2 separate regions of the Danio rerio genome follow, and region 2 is linked to region 1. A link is a contact called in public Hi-C data. All regions are on one chromosome and are shown on one strand. The core of a region is the stretch at or near the end of the contact, and the rest is flanking DNA. Distances in the headings are between cores, read along the strand shown. Region 1 holds the start of mtfr1 (mitochondrial fission regulator 1). Region 2 holds the start of pcyt1ba (phosphate cytidylyltransferase 1B, choline a).

Region 1 (4,636 bases), core at 715-3,214:
ATGACCGCTGACGTCTCAGGGGCCGCCGTTCCTGGGTGCGAAAAACCAAACCTGAATCTGCCTCACACCTGTAAAACATACAGATACAAACATGATACCAACTTCACATCCACATTTATGTTTTAGAACTTTGAAATGTTTTTCACCTGATTCTCCCAGGACCATCGCTCTCTTCTCTGTCGATCCAGGCAACGTCAGCGAGCGTGGCCACGTTTGGCCCATTTGGGCTGTTGAGGAAACTCGCTCCTGAAGCGAACGGATGAAGCTACGCGACCCGAAGACAGTTAAAAGGACAGTTAATAATTACAACACCTGCCTTTAGGGCACTTTACAAGTCTAAAGACAAACACACACGCAAACACTGGAAGCATTTAAACAACTACAACAACAGAGCAAGCAGCATATGTTTTCACAGCCACTGTAACGTAAATATCACCAGGAAAACCAGTTTAAATGTTCATCTAGTGTTTAATGACATGAACATTTAGAACATTACAATGTCAATCAGCTCTTTATAAATTGTACATAATTAATGGCAAGCTTTATTTATTAAAAATAATGACTGTAAGCTTTTATTTTAAAGCAGTTTTGGCCTACATTTTTCAAAAATGAACGGGAGAACTGACCTAAAGCAGACATGCTGCATTCCTGACATACAGGACAGCTGGAAGGAAGGGCAGAGAAGAGAAAACAGACAGAAATAAAAGTTTCAAGGTGGATTTAAAGACATCATACTTTCATTGTAAAGGTTAGACTGAAGGAAAAGGTTGGATTAGATATGAGCTGAAACCCATCCCGTGATTCATGAGTGTTTATGGTCAGCACACTAATGTAATCAAAATAGAAGAGGACAGAAATGAGGATATGTGGAACTGGAAATGAAAGTTAATGGAAGGTATGAAGGCACCGAAACACTTTAAGAACTAAATTGCGAGACGCCACTTTGAACAATATTTTGGTTTTGGGTGAACTACCCCTTGAGAGATGGAAGGTGTTAAAAGTTTTTAGGTACAAATAAAATTGCAATGAATATGGTTATAATAATGGAATAAAATGAACAGACCACCTAAGGCTATCAAAATAATTACAAATATATGAGTGTTTAGAGCACAAACATGGTTTAATAGCCTGTTGTAATCTATATATTTAAATCATAAAATAATTTAGCTTCTATTACCTGAAAATGTACACGAGGACAAGGCGCCAGTGGAAGATTTGTGGCAATTCTTCTGACAATACTTCTGGATGACCCATAATCCTTTGATGGTGAACCTACAGCCTAAGAGTGACACAAATATGATCATACATTTCATCAAAGAATTGAATATTCTGAAATAAGTATGTGTATGAATTTACCAGGTCCATTTCAATCCGTCTATGGTTTCTGCTCATCCTGAGATTGAAGTATCTTCAGTCATAGATATGGCTTGTCATAAATAATCATCTTCAGATCAAAACCTAAAAAAATAAATAAATAAATAACTGTGTTAGAACCCAATCTTGATGATATTATATAACTTCACATTTTATTTTTAACTAATACTATCATGTAAAGTGGTTTTTAACATAAAATCGTATGATTATTAGTCAATCTCACATTTTTTCACATAACTCCATTCCCAGTTTCCTAAACAGTAACTTTGTGACAAACATCCATTGTTTATAGTGATATTGTTGACACTGAAATCTGCCAGAAAACACTGAGGTACTACACATTTTTCTAGTTGTTTCTCACTGAAGAACATGAATGTCAGACAAACAAAGAACGACTAACTTTCTACAAACTTAATTTACAATGCATAAGGCCTAGGCGTCATCGTTTCAGTGTTGCAATAAATGCCCTTTTGGTTGGTTATAATATAATAGGGCAAATCAATGTCTTACCGTGTAAACTGTAGCGTAACACAAGTTTCTATTAGTCCTTGCTGTGCTATGCTAATGCCATCCAGACCAGCGGTATTCCGTGTGTTTTTCCACAGTTCGGGAGCAGTCGCTTGGAAAAGAGGGCTGGATTTTTAGAATTGGCCAATGAAATCTGAGGGTTTTCTATAAATGGGTGGGTCCTAGAATTATCGAGAAAATCACTGGTTAAGTATGGTGGATAGGCAACTCAGCTGGCCAATCAGAGCATAGTATGACTCACATATACTAGGCATGCGTAGATGTAACTGACTGAATTCATTCATGTGTGGATTTGTCTTTGAATAACTTTATAAAATATTATGTTTTAAAAAGTATCACACATGTACTTTATTGATGTGATGATGTATCGTTTGTTGTTGTGTATGAATTGTGTGAATATAAGTGGTTTATCTGGGAGAATGTTTTTCGCCTGTTTGTTCAGATGTCAGCGTCGTTTCGCTCAATAACTGGAATTTTTATAATTGTTTGTCTTCAGTTTAAAGAGAAAACACCTGCCTTTTTGTTCTGTCTACTTAAATTGCCTTCGTTTTATAATATAAAGCAAATGCGTTTTACTAATGTCCAATAAACACACACATATATAGTATTTTTTTTTTTTTACTTGTTTGCTTCATTCATTTATTCATTTATTTTCTTTATGGCTTAGTCCCTTTATTAATCCGTGGTGGCCACAGCATATGTATCATTTATTCATCTCTGGGAAACATTAGACACTCATTCACACTCATACAGTACAGACAATTTAGCCTACCCAATGCACCTGTCTTTGGACTGTGAAGGAAACCAGAGCACCCGGAGGAAACCCACGAGAACGCGGGGAGAACATACAAACTCCACACAGAAACGTCAACTGACCCAGCCGAGACTCGAACCAGCAAGCTTCTTGCTGTGAGGCGACAGCACTACCTACTGTGCCACTGCGTCGCCCACTTGCTTTCTTGTCAGATGCTTTTGATTTGTTACTCCTACAATACAAAAAATATTAAATGGAAATGACACGTAAAATGCATTAAATAAGACTATATGCAGATAAATACACACACACACACACACACACACACACACACACACACACACACACACACACACACACACACACACACACCAAATCTGAAATTAAATAAGTGTAATATTATATAAATTATAATAAATAAACTAGTACACCTGAGAGCACAATAACCATAAAAAGAAACTTTAAGATTTGTTAAAGATTTGTTCATTTGTAACATTTATTTATTTTATATAATACAAATAAAAGCAGGCATTTATTTAGAAAACTATTAGTTGTAATTTGCTAAAACTTGATTAACCAGAATTAGATAACTAAACAAAATGTTGGGCGAAGCAGTAGTGCAGTAGGTAGTGCTGTCGCCTCACAGCAAGAAGGCCACTGGGTCACTGGTTTGAACCTCGGCTCAGTTGGTGTTTTTGTGTGGAGTTTACATGTTCTCCCTACGTTCGCGTGGGTTTCCTCCGGGTGCTTCGGTTTCCCCCACAGTCCAAAGACATGCGGTACAGGTGAATTGGGTAGGCTAAATTGTCCGTAGTGTATGTGCGTGTATGTGTATGTGTGGATGTTTCCCAGAGATGGGTTGTGGCTGGAAGGGCATCCGCTACGTAAAAACGTGCTGGATAAGTTGGCGGTTCATTTCGCTGTGGCGACCCCGGATTAATAAAGGGACTAGCCAACAAGAAAATGAATGAATGAATGAATAAACAAAATGTTATGTCATTAAATTTAATGACAAAATGAAATGACAGGCAGTTGTCGCGGTGGTGCAGTGGGTAGCATGTTCCCCTCACAGCAAGAAGGTAGCTGGTTCGAGTCTCGGCTGAGTCAGTTGGCATTTCTGTGTGGAGTTTGCATGTTCTCCCTGTGTTTGCGTGGGTTTCCCCCACAAGTTCAAAGACGTGGTACAGGTGAATTGGGTATGCTAAAATTGTCCGTAGTGTGTGTGAATGAGTAGGTGTGGATGTTTCCTAGTGATGGGTTGCGGCTGGATGGGCGTCTAAAAACATATGCTGGAAGTTGGTGGTTCATTCTGCTGTGGCGACCCCAGATTAATAAAGAGACTAAGCTGAAAAGAAAATGAATTAAGAAATTAATGAAATGACAGGCATATATATTTATTATTTTAATGCATTGTATCTATTGTCGAGAAGAATATGAACTAATATTACTAACTAATACTAATACGACTAATAAAATATTATACAACTAATATTACGACTAATACTACGACTTAATATGTAAATAAGTCTAAAAGAAAATAAATGAAGAAATGAATGAAATGACAAGCATATATACTTATTTTTAATGTATTGAATCTACTGCAAATACACATATTTATTTAATTAAAATAGTACTAAAATGATATTCTTCTATATTCATTCATCTATATGCATCTAACAGTACAATAGTTTTACGCATTGTAGCATTGTGTAGTACTGTATTTTTCACATATTGTGTATCGTTAATTTGTCATATTAAATAATACAAATGTATTATACTTTTTATTATATATATATATATATATATATATATATATATATATATATATATATATATATATATATATATATATATATATATATATATACCCATGCTATTCTTTTTTTTAGCTTTATAATGAAAAATAATGTATCCTTTAGTAAAACCCCTTCTGATTAGGTAAAACCGCACGACGTCATACCTCACCTCCTCCAATAAGCT
Region 2 (4,436 bases), core at 1,866-4,365, 190 kb before region 1:
ATTTGGTAAAAGAAAAGCTTACTGTGCCTCAAATATTTTGACAATACTGTATACGTTTATTGGTGTACAAAATTATGCATATCATATTACTTTCAAGATATTTTACTGAAATATATTTGAGCTGAGCTACAGTAACTTTTAATCCTTCTCAAATCAACAGATATGTTCAAAATCAAACAAAAGTGCTCAGGAGTAACATAAATAATGTGTCGGTACTCTTTGGGTAGGGGATTCATCAGAATAAACAGCAAATATCAGTCCAAGGCACTCAGAAAGATATGTTTTTTACTGTATATATGTATTGTTTGTATTTTATATTGTTTTTGTAGCATATAGTGTAACAGGAATAGTTGTTTTGTAATGATACTCAACTGACCTGGCGTTCCATGGCTAGCTTGATCTACAGTCAGCTTTTCATGTGGCGCTCGACACTCACAACTCGTCTCTGGAGTAAATATGGCCGGTTCTATAAGAGTCTGGGGAGAAAATTGAAGATGTGATGAGAAATAAATAGACATTGCTGCTTTCCAAATACAATAATTTTTAAGTCGAATCCCACTGACTTGAGATCTGATTTACCCTCTTCAAAAATGTTTCCCTTTTTGCACTAATAGAGGTTATTATCTGGCATATTGATTTCAAGACTATCTGTGTAACAGCCTCTTTACGCCGGATATTGATTTGTCCAGTAGACGGTTCTCTAATGTCACTGAGTAAAGACAAATCGTCCGTCCAGCAGTACAGAGCAGGGCAGATTCAGACATACAGAACATGGATATTTCAATCTGTTCAATCCACCTAGAGTTTTACAGTAGGGATACTGTAACCTGTGCTTCTGAATTAACATTTCAACGCACTGTTAGATAACAGTGATGCTGCATTTTAGAGGAGTCTATAAATATTGAATGGGGAAGAATGGTTTTCAAAAATTGTACAAGCATTTTACTTCAATGTTTTTCTTAGGCTGAAGTCAAGAATAATTATCAACTAACCTGATTCTGAAAAAAGAATTAAATATTAAAATAATACGTAAAGGTAGCATGCAAATAATAGTAAATTAAATTTTTTGTTCACTTATTTACAAGCAGATATCTGAAATATATAATAAGAAAAAAATCTAAAGCTTAAAAGAATAAAATATGTTATGAAACAGCAAAAATGAAAAAATTGTCAAATAAAAATACAAAATGTGATTTTTATTTTGTTCTCGTTTACTTAAAAGAAATAGCAAACATATTTAATGTACTCATAATTACGAAAAAATGATAAATCTAAAATTGAATTAATCATTTTTTGATTATTATATAAAAGTGTATTTAATGTTTACTTTTTATTGAGCTTTGCCCACCTTCTGAGATCACTTACTGTTAACAATACATGTTCTTGATAATTTAGGTAATGTATTATCTTTTTATTATTATTATTATTCATTAACAAAATAAAAAAATTGAAAAAGGCAGCAGAAAACTAATAAAACTGTTAACATTTACTTCATTCTCACTTTAAAATGTTCTTATTATTTTAACTGTTTTGAATCCAAAACCAGTGATGCTTTTTAAAAAGTCCTAATGAAGTTTTGAATGAAAACCTTTAGACAATTACTCTCAGATATATTGTCATAACCTCCTAGTATGTCAAATAAACCCAGTCTGTTTACATATGCATGTGTTTGGAACCATCTGGTGTGGTTAAAATGCGTTCTGCTGAAACACTAGGACTGGGCAATCATTCGAAAAGTAATCGAAATCGACATTCAGAACCTACTGTATAATCAATCAAATTTTTCCAGGTCGCTTTTTTCGATTACTTTCCCTACCGCATTGTATCATGTGACCCTGCTAAAGGCTTTGCAGCTACATCTGATCTCTAGTCAAGTGGAGCCATTCTTGAGCCTTGATGCTCCAGAGATGCCTTGAGACAGAATAATTTCTATTACATTAATGTTATTATTTACATTAAAATATTTGTGTACAGAAGATGCAATAAATGCACTGTTCAAAATATTATTTACAAGATATGCAAGAGCTCTTTTATTTAGAAAAGATACTGCTTATTTTCTACTTTTAACATGAAAATCATTTAAATAATTATTTCTTTTGTTTTCAAAAGTAGCAGTTATTATATTAATTTTTTTTTTTGGAAAAAAATGACCGCTGGTTTTAGGTCATTTGTGTTTTAATTTCAATTGCTCAATGTTGATGTTCACTAAATAAGCATATATAGAAGATATTGTGTGAATCCTTTAGTTATTAAGTCATGCACACTTCATTTAAAAAATCTCTGACTTAATACATATGAAAGCAATGCTTATTTACTGTACAAAACTTGTCAGTGAACTATGAAGGCAATCGTAATAGAGTTTAAATATATAATTGATCTGGATTTTGATTTTAGGCCAAATCGCCCAGCCCTATGAAACACATTTCAAAAATATGAAAAATTCATTTAGATTTTAGCCTTCCAGTGCTTTTAAGAACAATACTCCCCATCAATCTGTTCAGGGAATAACCACTAAGAGCTTCTTATTGTCAGCCAACATGAAAAACCTACATTCTGGTGCATTCATATCTAAAATAAACATGCAGTGTAGGTGTAACTTCTAATTACTCATTGGAGCAAAAACAAATATATCTCCACAGTGAATTGATGCATAATTCACTCCCATAGGAAAAAAGAAGGATGCTGTGGACCTTTCCCAGAATTCAACACAAGGTGAGAAGGAGGAGCAACATCACAGAAGGGCAGATAAACGCAGACTCAGACATTAACATTGACTCTCCCATTTAAAACCAACATCTGCCAGAGGATTAAAAGAGCTCAAAGCTGCATCAAGCGCTTTAAAATGCAGTTTCGCAAGCTCGACGTCACCATGACAGCGCACAAAAAGACCAAAACAACATGTCAAAACAAAGAGAAAGTGAGCCGACCGTTTTCTCGTTTCACATACACCCTCACCGACTCGTATTTCTCACCGTTCGTGGCAGCGGACAGGTATGTTCCAGCTCCTCCATGATTTCTGGAGGTTCTGAGGTAAAATAGGTTGTGTGACTCCACCTGTACCTGACTCAGCATCAGTTTGGAGCCGCTAGCAGAGCCTCGGTTAAGGATGCTCTACTCCAGCCAGACTGTCTAAGTCACCGCCCACTTTTGCTTCTCTCAGCATCTTAAACCCGCCCCTTCTCGCCTGTGCTGACCAATAGGAAGCGGCGCGCTCCACTCACACTGGAGCGCTCAACGATGGAAGAGTCTGTTGGCGAGGGCGGTGGCAAGTCTGAGGAGGACCAGTTAGCAGGCGTGTCCTACTGTCTAACTAGCATACGCGCTTGTGATTGGCTTAGCAGGCTGTAGCGCCATCATTGTGCAGCTTCTGTGATTCTTCCTTCATCATTGTGCTGCATCAAAGAGGTTGATTTTAACAAGTTATTCCAAGAGGGATATTTTATTGGAATTTTTTATTATGGCAGGCTGCTACCATACAAATATGATATTGAAAAATTTTCATATAAAGTAAGAGAAATTCAAAAATGTAAAGATTTTACATAAACTATACCCAACCAACGTGTTTCCAAATTTTCAGATATTGAGAAAGCAATGAGGAATCCTTTTGTCACTTATATTTGTTGATTGTCATAGTGCGCAACTATTTTGCAAATAATTTTTCGGATTATGTTAAAAATAATATGTTCATAACATTGAATGCAAAAAAAAATTGTTGTTTTGAAAATGTTGATAAAAATGTACAATTTTATTAATTTTATTATTTTGAAATGGTTTATTCACAAATGTAGACTTTATTACTGTGTTAATAAAGTATCTCAAAGCTGTAAAAAAATGTAAAAGTTCTGTCTATTGTAAGCTATTATGAATCTGTTTTTCGCGTCTTGTAAATGTCTTCCATTTGTTTTTTTTCTGTTTTGTTTCGGTTATCTTTGGACTTTTTGTTTGTTGCCTGTTTTTGTTGTATTTGTAAATTACTAATGCATTATAAAAAAAAAATAGAAAAAAGTGGTTTTACATCGGCGGATAGAGATGGAGTTAGTTTTAGTTCTTTGATTTAACTTCTTTAAACAAAAAGAGCGTTGTAGAGTTCATTTACAAACTTATTTGTATTTTAGTTGGTCAGGCTGCAAATATCGTGAATAGTGATGCCATTTGTAATCATAATGGATAGATTATAGGGGTTTTAAATCCAGTTCAAAGCATTAAAACACACACACACACACACACACACACACACACACACACACACACACACACACACACACACAAACGTCTGTGTGTTAACGCTGAGTGCCAAATCTAAAGAAATACTTGCATATTTATTATTCCTAAAAAAATGCATATAAAATTATCTATGATGTGATCTTTTGCAGTCAATGTTTGAAATAAAAGTTATAAATAAATAAACAATAAATCAAAGTTTTGTAATAGTTAAA

The links. Hi-C and Micro-C count contacts between places; a contact is called where the count stands out from the background.
Region 2: a contact with region 1 is called in a Hi-C map of hematopoietic stem cells, with 3 times the contacts expected there. The contact joins the promoter of pcyt1ba here to the promoter of mtfr1 in region 1. A contact is called at or near these places in 4 of 18 Hi-C or Micro-C datasets (caudal fin, embryo, hematopoietic stem cells and 1 more) and 1 of 4 datasets of contacts at active chromatin or transcription factors (caudal fin).

Annotation. Positions count from the first base shown.
Region 1 is chr24:28,688,984-28,693,619 of GRCz12tu, reverse strand. It overlaps mtfr1 (mitochondrial fission regulator 1), which reads right to left and starts at 1,964. Exons shown (of 8, transcript NM_001008578.1): 1 at 1,885-1,964; 2 at 1,357-1,458; 3 at 1,178-1,279; 4 at 147-265; 5 at 1-68. The coding sequence starts at 1,392.
Region 2 is chr24:28,882,992-28,887,427 of GRCz12tu, reverse strand. pcyt1ba (phosphate cytidylyltransferase 1B, choline a) reads right to left here and starts at 3,115. Exons shown (of 8, transcript NM_001082946.1): 1 at 2,973-3,115; 2 at 377-476. The coding sequence starts at 3,011.